Regions from separate parts of the Mus musculus genome. Here region 1 is linked to region 2. Evidence: chromatin contacts called from public promoter capture Hi-C data. All regions are on one chromosome and are shown on one strand. The core of a region is the stretch at or near the end of the contact, and the rest is flanking DNA. Distances in the headings are between cores, read along the strand shown.

Region 1 (4,504 bases), core at 1,515-4,014, 3.5 Mb before region 2:
TTGAAGGTCCCTCCATCAATCCCCCTGATCTTGGAAGCATCTAAAGTCAACTGACCTTTAAGGCTATTCCCTTTCTGGTTCCCGTCTCTAAGTCTACAATTTCATGAAAACAGAGTGACCTGTTGCATCCCATTGCTCTTTGGTGAAAGGTCAAATCCTAAATCCACTTCCTACCTCTATGTGGCATAGCACTGCACCGACCTCTCTCTGCAGTCTTGGTCCCTTTTGCTCTCTCTGCTATGGACACTGGATCTCCCCTCTAACCTGTCTTGATGTCACTCATCCCCCATCCTGCCCCTCAGGAGTATCTCAACAGAAAGATGAATCTTAGTCTCACTCTGAAAGGAGCTGGCTTCTACCGCTGCCCTCACCTCCACAATCATGCAAAATTACAATATATTGATTACTGGATTTAAAATTAAATAATTTTAAAGAATTATTTATTGGGGGGACTAAGGGGGCAGGATGTCACATGCCTTTAATCCCAGGTCTTGGGAGGCAGAGGCAGGCTGATCTCTGTGAGTTTGAGGCCAGCCTGGCCTACACAGTAAGTTCCAAATTAAAAATATTTATTTTTATTTCCTGTGTAAGTGTTTTGCCTGCATGTGTGCCTGGTGCCTGAAGTCAGAAGAAGGCATGACATCCCCTGGAACTAGAGTCATAAATGATCATGAGCCACCATGTAGGTGCTGGGAACCTAACCCCAGTCCTCTGCAAGAGCAACAAGTACTCTTAACCACTGAGCCAGCTCTCCAGCTCCATTATGGTATTTTTTACTCCCAAACGAAAAGTTAAGTTCTACAAGAATAAAATTACATACAACTTGTTTACCACTGTATCTCGAAGCCTAAAATCACAACACGCTAAACTATTAGACCAACCCCCGAAACACTGGTGCTGAGGTTCCTTGGTTTCTCCATTGTAAAACTTAAGAGTTCATCTTGCCACTGATCTCTGAGTCCCCTAGAAGATCTAACAGAGATCTATTACTTTAACATTCCAAGCTTCTCCCTTACAACTCTCTTCTACTACAGGGGCACTGGCAAAACTCCACCTTCTGGACTCTACCACTATGTCTGCAGCTTTTTTTTTCCATTTGGAATTCTTCTCCCCAACTTCACGCTTGCAAATCCTACTTAACCTCACATGCTCAAATTCAATGTCACCTCCTCCTCCTCCTCCTCCGAGACTTCTCTGCTTACTGCTAGCCAGTCACACACTCTCTGCCCCTTCATTTCCACAGGTTCTCTTATGCCAGGTTCAGGCCTCACTCAGATCAAATGACACTCAAATGGGTGGCTTCTAATGTCACCACTTATCGGAATCCTGGAAGACCGACCACCTGTTTGTATTTTGCTTTTAGCATTTACCACTATCTGAAATTATCCTGCTCATTCCTTTTGCCTAGTTACGTGTTGACTGCCTGTCAGCCCTCACTAGAACATAAGATCAATTGGAGCAAGAATCAATCCTACGCCACGTTCACATTCCCTCACTTTCCCACGTCAAATGGGGAACCCAGTCAACAAATATCTGCCTGAGATATGGATGACACTGTAGGTCTTATAACTTCCCCTTGCTGTGTTCCTAACTTCTTGTGGACCACATCAAACTCTGGATGATGGATCTACCTGTGTGCATTATCCAAAAATTCTCTCACAACAGAAGCAAATAATAGATAAAAGCTAATTAAAAAGTGATCTCTCCAAGAGGTTCTGCCCCAAACCAAGCCAACTGCATGTTGTGGAGAATCTAGGGCTAATAGGATTCTCCTCTCTAGACAACCCCGTTCCAATAGGCCAACAGTGAGGATCCAAAAACTAGTTTCTTCACTTTCCTTGGAACAACAACCAATGGTACTTTTATCCCTGAAATCTTACAACCCAGCCTTACCTTCTATTTTCACCCAACATGTCACTTCCTCGGCTGTACTTCTTCCAGACACACATATCTCCAATCTCTTGGGCTGGTCAAAGGCAAGTGCTGAAGAACTCACTCACTCACCGTTTCCTTGATACCTCATTTATCCTAAATAAGCCCGTTTTCGAGGTGGGCTTTTATACTCTTCAGGACCCACATCTAACCCACAGCAACAAATGCCTCCCGAGTGTTCCCGTTCCTTCTCAATCTTCCACCACAGGCAGACCCGAAGGCCACCAAATGAACATCCCTCCAGGAGGCAAGCCATCATCAAACACAGTGGGGCAAATTCTACCCTCGCGATTTCAAGCCCTGCACCTGCCTTGGGCCTGGAACATCAGGCTGGGCCTGCACTCCCCACCCGCACTCACCTGAAGCGGCCCCCGCAGTGCTGGCATTGCTCGCCCACCCAGCCCGTGGGGCAGACGCACTGGCCGGTGCCAGGGTTGCAGCGGCCGCCGTTGACACACGGCCGGTCACATTCCTTGGCCTCGGCTGCGGCCGAGCCCGACACCGCCGCCGCCACCGCAGCGGCCTCGGCCTCCCGGGGCAGCGGCAGCAGCAGCAGCGAAAAGAGCAGCGGCAGCAGCGGCGGCGGGGGCAGCGCCCGCGACAGCACCCGCGGTAGACACAGCCGGGCGCGCGGTCCCGGCCTCCAGGCCCCTGTCGCGGTGCAGGGTCGGTGCTGCCTGCCCTTCCTGCCCGCAGGCGCTGCTGTCGCCGTCGTGCTCCCCCTCAGCCGCGCCTCAGTCGCCGCCGCCGCCGCCACCGCCACCATCTTCCTGGGGCTGAGCCGGCGCCCAGCGAACACATACACACCCCGCACGCCGGCTCCCCTTCGCCTGGCCGTGCTAGGCGGGGCCGGGCGACGGTGGCCCGGCGGGTCCATATCCAAGGCGGGGCTCCCGCTGTGCGTCGGGCAGGGGCGGGGCTGGCATGCGCGGGGGCGGGACCAGGGCCGTGGTCTTCCGGCGTGCCCAGCATGTAGACCTGCTCAATGCCAGGGTCTTAGCGCGGATGAACATCGCCTAGTCTACGGAGGCTCTTTGCTTTCCGCACCGCGCTACGACGAGTTAGCCAGTACCTCCTTACAGTGGCTGCCTGGCTCTGCTAGACAAGCTGACTGTGGTAAGTGTTACCCTTTGGACGCCTCCAAAGCTCAGCTTATAACCCCAACTCCATTTTGGTGAGAAACCGGACCCAAAAGGCTAATGATGTCGTGTGTTGCTAGCTGAGACCTGAAGAAGTAGTACTTACTGCATTCGCGTTTCTAAACTAGGGATAACAAAATGGCACGTGTGTTAATTAAGCACCTGCATATGAATAGATGTGTAACTGACTGAATGCACACACAGCCAGGCTTTCCTTGATAGCGAGCGGATTGAACCAGTGGCAGACCATGTCTATGTGTACCTTAAATTCTGCAGGAGAAGTTTAGCATTATCTTGTACCCCACGACCTATCCATATTCTCTGAAGAAAGAACAGCCCAGAATTACCGGGAGCGCTCTCAGCTTGCACACCCTTCTTGCTAACGCCAGTGCCTCTCCTACTCCCAATGATACATACTTCCCAATAGCATAACCTTGTATGGGCCACTACCCTGGAATGTACGCTGGACCTTGACTATATTAAACCGATAGAAGGATATGGTAAAGAGATAACGTGTCAGTTCCAGCTCTGATCTTATTTTTTGTTTCTTTTGTTGCTTGGTCTGGTTTGGGAGGTATTTGTTTATTTGTTGTCCTGGGATTCTCCTGCTCTTCCACCTTGGAAAGATTCATACAGAGGTCATATGGAGAGAAAAGGTCCCAGGCAAATGAATCTGGTAAGCTTATAGCTGGAAGAACAGTCACTGAGTGAAGAAGCCATATGGGTTGTTTTAGCCATCTGAGTTGTTCCACTAAAAGAATAGATAGATAGATAGATAGATAGATAGAGATCTATTTAGTTGGCTTACAGGATGCAGTCCAAGTAGTTCAACAATGGCTGTCCCACCCTAGAAAGGTGCTTGATCCACAAGACTGGACTCCACAGTCCCAATTCGGTGCTGGAGTCCTAAAAGATTCCTGGAGATCTCACTGCTGATCCAAAGAAGTCAGTTCTAATATCAGTGAGGTAACGCTGCAGAAACTTGATAGATGACCTTCCCTCCAAGAATAAGAACAAGCAGACAGAAAGCAAAGTTTCTTCTTCTCTGTCCTCTTATCTGCCATGAGAAAGTGCTACACAGATTTAGAATGAGTCTTCCTGCTTCAGGTAATCTGATTAAGACAATTCTTCATGCCCAAGAAATGGTGGCCCACACCTTTAATCCCAGCACTTGAGAGGCAGAGGCAGGTGGATCTCTGTGAGGCCAGCCTGGTCTACAGAGTGAATTCCAGAACAGCCAGGGCTACATAGAGAATCCTAGTCTTAAAAAGAAAAACCAGTTCTTCCCAAGAATGCCTATGTGCTTGTGTTGTTGTTGATCCCAGATACAGTCAAGTTGACAAGCAAGATTTCTCATCAAGTCTACATTATCTAAATAGGAACAAATCTTTCCTGTGTCTCATCCAGTGAGAGGCCCATTGCTCTTTCAAGCA
Region 2 (5,125 bases), core at 1,447-3,946:
TCAGAGTGGCATGTCCTTCCCTCTTGAGCCTTCCTCTTGTCGTGGGGGACAGCCAGTTCTTCCTCCTGAACACTCCTGAGCACTTGACATCTCCACCATGAAGCACAGCCCGTGGCTCTCATCTGCTCTACTCCTCCTCCCCAGACAAACTTCCTTGATTTAGATTTCTCAAATGCAAGCCTGGCCCTGGGACCTCAGCTGAGTTCCTTCCAAAGGCTTTGTGTGCATTTAGATAAGGCCTGGGTGGTACTGATAGTCTGCTTGACAGCTCTAGGGTCGCTGAAAAGACAAAAACTTCTGGGCATGTTTGTCAGGAATTATCAAGATCAAGTTTAGTTAAACCCACTCTAACTTTGGGTGATGCCATGCTGTGGCCTAAGGCCCTGGGCTGCAGAAAAACAAAGAAAGATGAGCACCAGCATTCATCTCTTCGCTTCTTGATTGCTACCATGGTATAGCCAGCTTTCTCTGGTGTCTGTCACCACTCTTCCCTGCATGGTGATCTATTTGGATCAAATTGTGATCCAAAATGTCCCTCTTCTTCCTTAAGTTTTATGCCAGCTGTTTTGTTACAGCAGCAAGAAAAGTATGTGGGGAATTCAAGGAGCCAGCCCCTCCTATTCTCTCTCTACAAGTTTTTATAATTTTTATGTGTATGAGTGTTTTGTCTGCATGCATGTCTGTTTACTACATGCATGCTCAGTACCTATATGGGCCAGAGAGGGTGTCAGATATCTCAGAACTAGAGTTACAGCTCGTTGTGAGGCACCATGTAGGTCCTGAAACTCAAACCAGGTCTTCTGAAAGAGCAGCAGGTGCTCTCAACCACTGAGCCATCTCTCCAGCCCACCTCCTCTCTTTCTGCCAGCCGTCCATGCCACCATCAACAGTACACATGAATGTCCTGGCTGAACTCTCAAGACAATCAACAACACTGAAGAAAGAAGCAGATGTCAGTCCCTTATTGGCATGCTCTGAAGTTATTGTCCAGTTTCTAACTGTGAGGATGAAGCCTGATTTTACCTGAGAATTTGTAATCGTTGATATCAGAGCTAGGAAGAATGTTGTCAACCCCACAAGCAGGCTAAGCAACCATGGAGTGATGAGTCCCAGGTTTGATGTGCAGCTCCAAGACCTAGAGCATAGCAAAATCGCCTGCTCCTGTCACATCGGTTTGGTTTCATTGTGCTGTCAACCTCAGCTGACATCATGAACTATGAAGAAGAAAAACAAAATCACACAGGAAGGAAAGCCCTGGTCTTTTTCTAGGATTGAAAACATTGGTGTTAAAAGAAAAAAGAAGTCAGGTGTGGTGGTGCATGCCTTTAATCCCAGCACTCAGGAGGCAGAGGCAGGCGGATTTCTGAGTTCGAGGCCAGCCTGGTCTACAGAGTGAGTTCCAGGACAGCCAGGGCTACACAGAGAAACCCTGTCTCAAAAAACCAAAACCAAAAAAAAAAAAAAAAAAAAAAAAAAAAAAAAAAAAGCCTCACTGGGAAAAAATAAGAGGAATCTAATAAAAGCCTGTGCTTCTTCCTGGGGCAATGGAAGCCTCGGATGCTCTGTCTGGACCTTGATTCACTTAGGAGGCTCCTTCTCAGAGTCCCCTTTACATTTTCATAGGCCAGAGGACTCGGGGTGTGGTTGTAGAGGATGTTTCCACCCGAATGCCTGCTGCCTGGACTTGCCCATCACCCCACACACACCCTTTTCCCCCTAAAATAAGGTTCGTGAAGAACAGGGTGCTGCTACAAGTAGGTGAAGTTGGTGAGCCCTGACAAGCCTAAAAAGTAGACAGGCCACCATCTGTCTTCACTGTGTGCATTAAAGAAAAAATGGTGAAAAGCTGGCTACGACTTTGCCAATGTGGTCACACTGGAAAGAAAAGAGAAAAGACAAGAAAGGAAAGGGGAAAAGGTTCAGTGACTCCCCAAAGTCCATCTTTGGAGTCCCGACATGAGGTTCAGATTCTCAAATAGAAAGCAAGTGGTGTACATAACTAAGCAGTCTTGGTCAAGGTGTGGTCTTGCCGGTTATTGATCCACCATTATCTCAGTTCCAGTCTATCCCACAAGATAGTCTGACCAGTTGCCAAATCTGTGATATAGCTTACTGGGTGACAAAACTCCTCCTCTAGCTGGCACACACAAGCTTCAGTCTTTTCTTTCCCCCAGCACACAAGATTCATGGGGGAAAGCCCAGTAGCTGAAGGAAGGACACAAGTGTCTTTTGCCTTCAGAATCGCTTCATACCTGCCAAGACAACTAAATAAGTGGTTGGACGAGCCCTTACTGGCTCAGGAGCCATCATGGGCAAAATCACTCCTAGCCTTTATGTTTTCTCCACGAATACAACACATATAGACATCCCTGTCCTTGGTGGGTCAACATTAGAGCACAAAACTACTTGTTACTGTCTACCAGAGTGCTTCCTGGACAACTATGAGTAGGTGCCTGGCCCAGAAGCAGCGCCTGGCCAGAATTAGAAGCTCAAAGGTCGGATGCGCTCTCTCCGAGCCTGGGTATCCCAGGGTCACCCTGGAGCCAGCCACGGTCTCCCCAAATGCACACACTAGGCACCTGCTGGAAGTTCTGTGGCTAAAAGAAGTACCTAACAGCAGGAGGGCGGACTTCCGGGAGGAAGCAGGTGTCCTCCTGGTGGCGACAGCTTCGTGACGTCACCATATCGCGACTGCGAAGGGGCGGTCCCTATATTCCTTGGAGAAGAGTTAAGTGCTTGCAGCGGTACTGGCTGTGGCTTCTCCGCCCTCCCCTCTTGTCCTGCGGCTCCGCAGGCGTCCGCTGACAGCGCAGGAAGCCGGACAAGTCCGGCTGCAACGACCAGGTAAACTGAGGCTAGGCCAACTCAGAGGGAGTTGAACCGGACGTTGGGAGCCGAGTGGCTGACCTCGGTTCCCAGATCAGCAGGGTCACACGCACGGCGCAGCGCCTCAAGCTGCCCATTGCTGTGCTGTTTGCTAAGGGACCTTTGTGCTGCGAGTCATAGTGATTCGAGAGAATGAAATAACCTGTGAGCGCCCGTCACAGATTCATCATCAGCGGGGCTTAGAGTTATCAGAGAGCAGGTGTTCTGCCTTACCTCCACGGCCATGACCATGGGCTGGTAGCAGTTAGGACCTGAGAGGAGTAGGCAGGATTGAAACTAGATTATCTTGCTTGAGAAGTATCTTGCTTTTGAATTAAGAACTTCAATGTCATCTAGACATGGATTCAAATGCCAATTTTCTTTTAGCTGTAAGACCCTTGAACCTTAGGCAAACCAAACCCCTCTTACCCTATCCAAGCCTTGGCTTGTTCATCTGTAAAACTGGACCAGCAGCACCTGCCAAGCCACCGTCAAGAGAATTATAGTAGACCTCACAAGTGAGACACTTGGCTTTCCCTGGGACAGTACTGTTTTAGTGTATGGTGTGACTGGTCACATATGCTGGACCAGCCTTTGGACTGTGGCATGGCGGTACTTGTGTAAAACGACAGAGCAGGAGATGGAAAGCCTTTGGTTTTCTGGCCAGACTTGCAAGCTGGCACTCTGGTGATCCTGAACAGGGTAGGTTGGCTCAACCAGGTGAGGACCAAGAGCCCTGAACTGACGGAGCTACGTCTAGCAGTCTCTCTCATTTTTAGTATAAAGACGTGTGTGTGTGTGTGTGTGTGTGTGTGTGCGTGTGCGTGTGCGCGTACGCGTACTTTAGTCTTTGAGACAGAGTTTTTCATTGGCCTGAAACTCAACAATTAGGCTAGACTGGCTGGCTAGCAAGCCCCAGGAATCTACCTGTCTCCACCTATCCGGCACTGGGATTACAAGCATAGACCACTGTGTACAAACTTTTTTATGTGGGTTCTGGGGATTTAACTGATCTTCAGGCTTTCAGTGGAAACATTTTACCAGCCATGCTGTCTTCCTAGCCCCACACTGGTTTTAAAAGAAAGCTATCCAGAAGGGAGAGGACTCTGACAGGGAATGAAGACCAGACCTAGATTAAGACAAAGAAAGGGAATGAGTGAGGATATAGAGTGCAGATTATCTGGGGAATAGCTCAAGCTAGCATGTGCCTTCCAGGCCGGCACCTGTACCATTAAAAACAAAGGCAGCACGATAATGAAGCTTAACTTTGGGTGGAGCCTGGAACTCATAGCAGGCCCTGAACCTTTTCAATGGTATCCAAGAGGTCTGGATCTGAAGAAGGAAGACATGGGCCACGTCCCAAAGTTGATCATCACTAGGCTTTTCCAAGAAGTGAAAAGTCAAGTCCCTTGCACCTTCCATCTGTTCAGTGGACAGAGGCAGTGCAAGCCTGTGTTCCATACACAGCAGCAACAGTGTAGGCTCAGTAGTTAAAGAGACAGACATTGCTACTGAACCCAGGGAGATAGCTAAGCAATGTGTGAAGCCAAGTATCTGGGCTCTTGGTGCCCTGAGTCTCCCTGTTCACCAGCAGCAGAAACTGGTACCTACTAGAGGTGATGGAGGGTAGCTCCTAAGCCAAGCTGGCTGGGGTTCTAGCTTGAGCATGTGAGCAGAAGAAAGTGTTTAACTCAAAAGGCAACAGGACCAAGTATTTTTAAAAGTTGCATGAGGTAGCTGGGAAGCCATTTCTAGCAATAGCCATTTGCCTAACTTGGGGCTGAGTCCTAGTCCTGCACACCTTAGCCTTCCCCAGTGAAGGGGGACATCCTCTAAAAGCTAGAGGTAGCGGCCTGGCCATCTTCATAACATCATCTCAACATCTGAGGCCTGTGTACATCAGTCGCTCATATCTGTTACCCCACATGCAAGACGGCAGGTCCGAGTTAGCCTGCTGTGTTTCCCACTTGCCTGCAGTGGTGGGAACTTTCAGGAAACACTGGTTGAGGCAAGGCTGGGATCCCCGGAGCTAGCTTAAAGCCTGGCCTAGTCATCTGTACTCTGGCTTTTTGAAGTATGACAGGGTGAAATGACCTGTGCGAGCACTTCCCAAGTGGCATGCTGGGACTGCTTGCTGGGGCAAAGGAGCGAAGGGATCTTCATGACGGTTTATAGTCTTCTGTCTCCTGTGGCTGCTTCTTTCCTTCATGAAGGGATCTTCATGACAGTTCTATAGTCCTCTGTCTCCTGTGGCTGCTTC

What was found. Promoter capture Hi-C pulls out the DNA fragments that hold promoters and counts their contacts.
Region 1: a promoter capture Hi-C map of cranial neural crest shows a contact between it and region 2. The contact joins the promoter of Atrn here to the promoter of Fahd2a in region 2. A contact is called at or near these places in 2 of 39 promoter capture datasets (cranial neural crest and pre-B cells).

The regions. Positions count from the first base shown.
Region 1 is chr2:130,904,755-130,909,258 of GRCm38.p6, reverse strand. It overlaps Atrn (attractin), which reads right to left and starts at 2,764. Exons shown (of 29, transcript NM_009730.3): 1 at 2,292-2,764. The coding sequence starts at 2,698. It overlaps A730017L22Rik (RIKEN cDNA A730017L22 gene), which reads left to right and starts at 2,863. Exons shown (of 3, transcript NR_015523.2): 1 at 2,863-3,048.
Region 2 is chr2:127,442,136-127,447,260 of GRCm38.p6, reverse strand. It overlaps Fahd2a (fumarylacetoacetate hydrolase domain containing 2A), which reads left to right and starts at 2,696. Exons shown (of 8, transcript NM_029629.2): 1 at 2,696-2,844.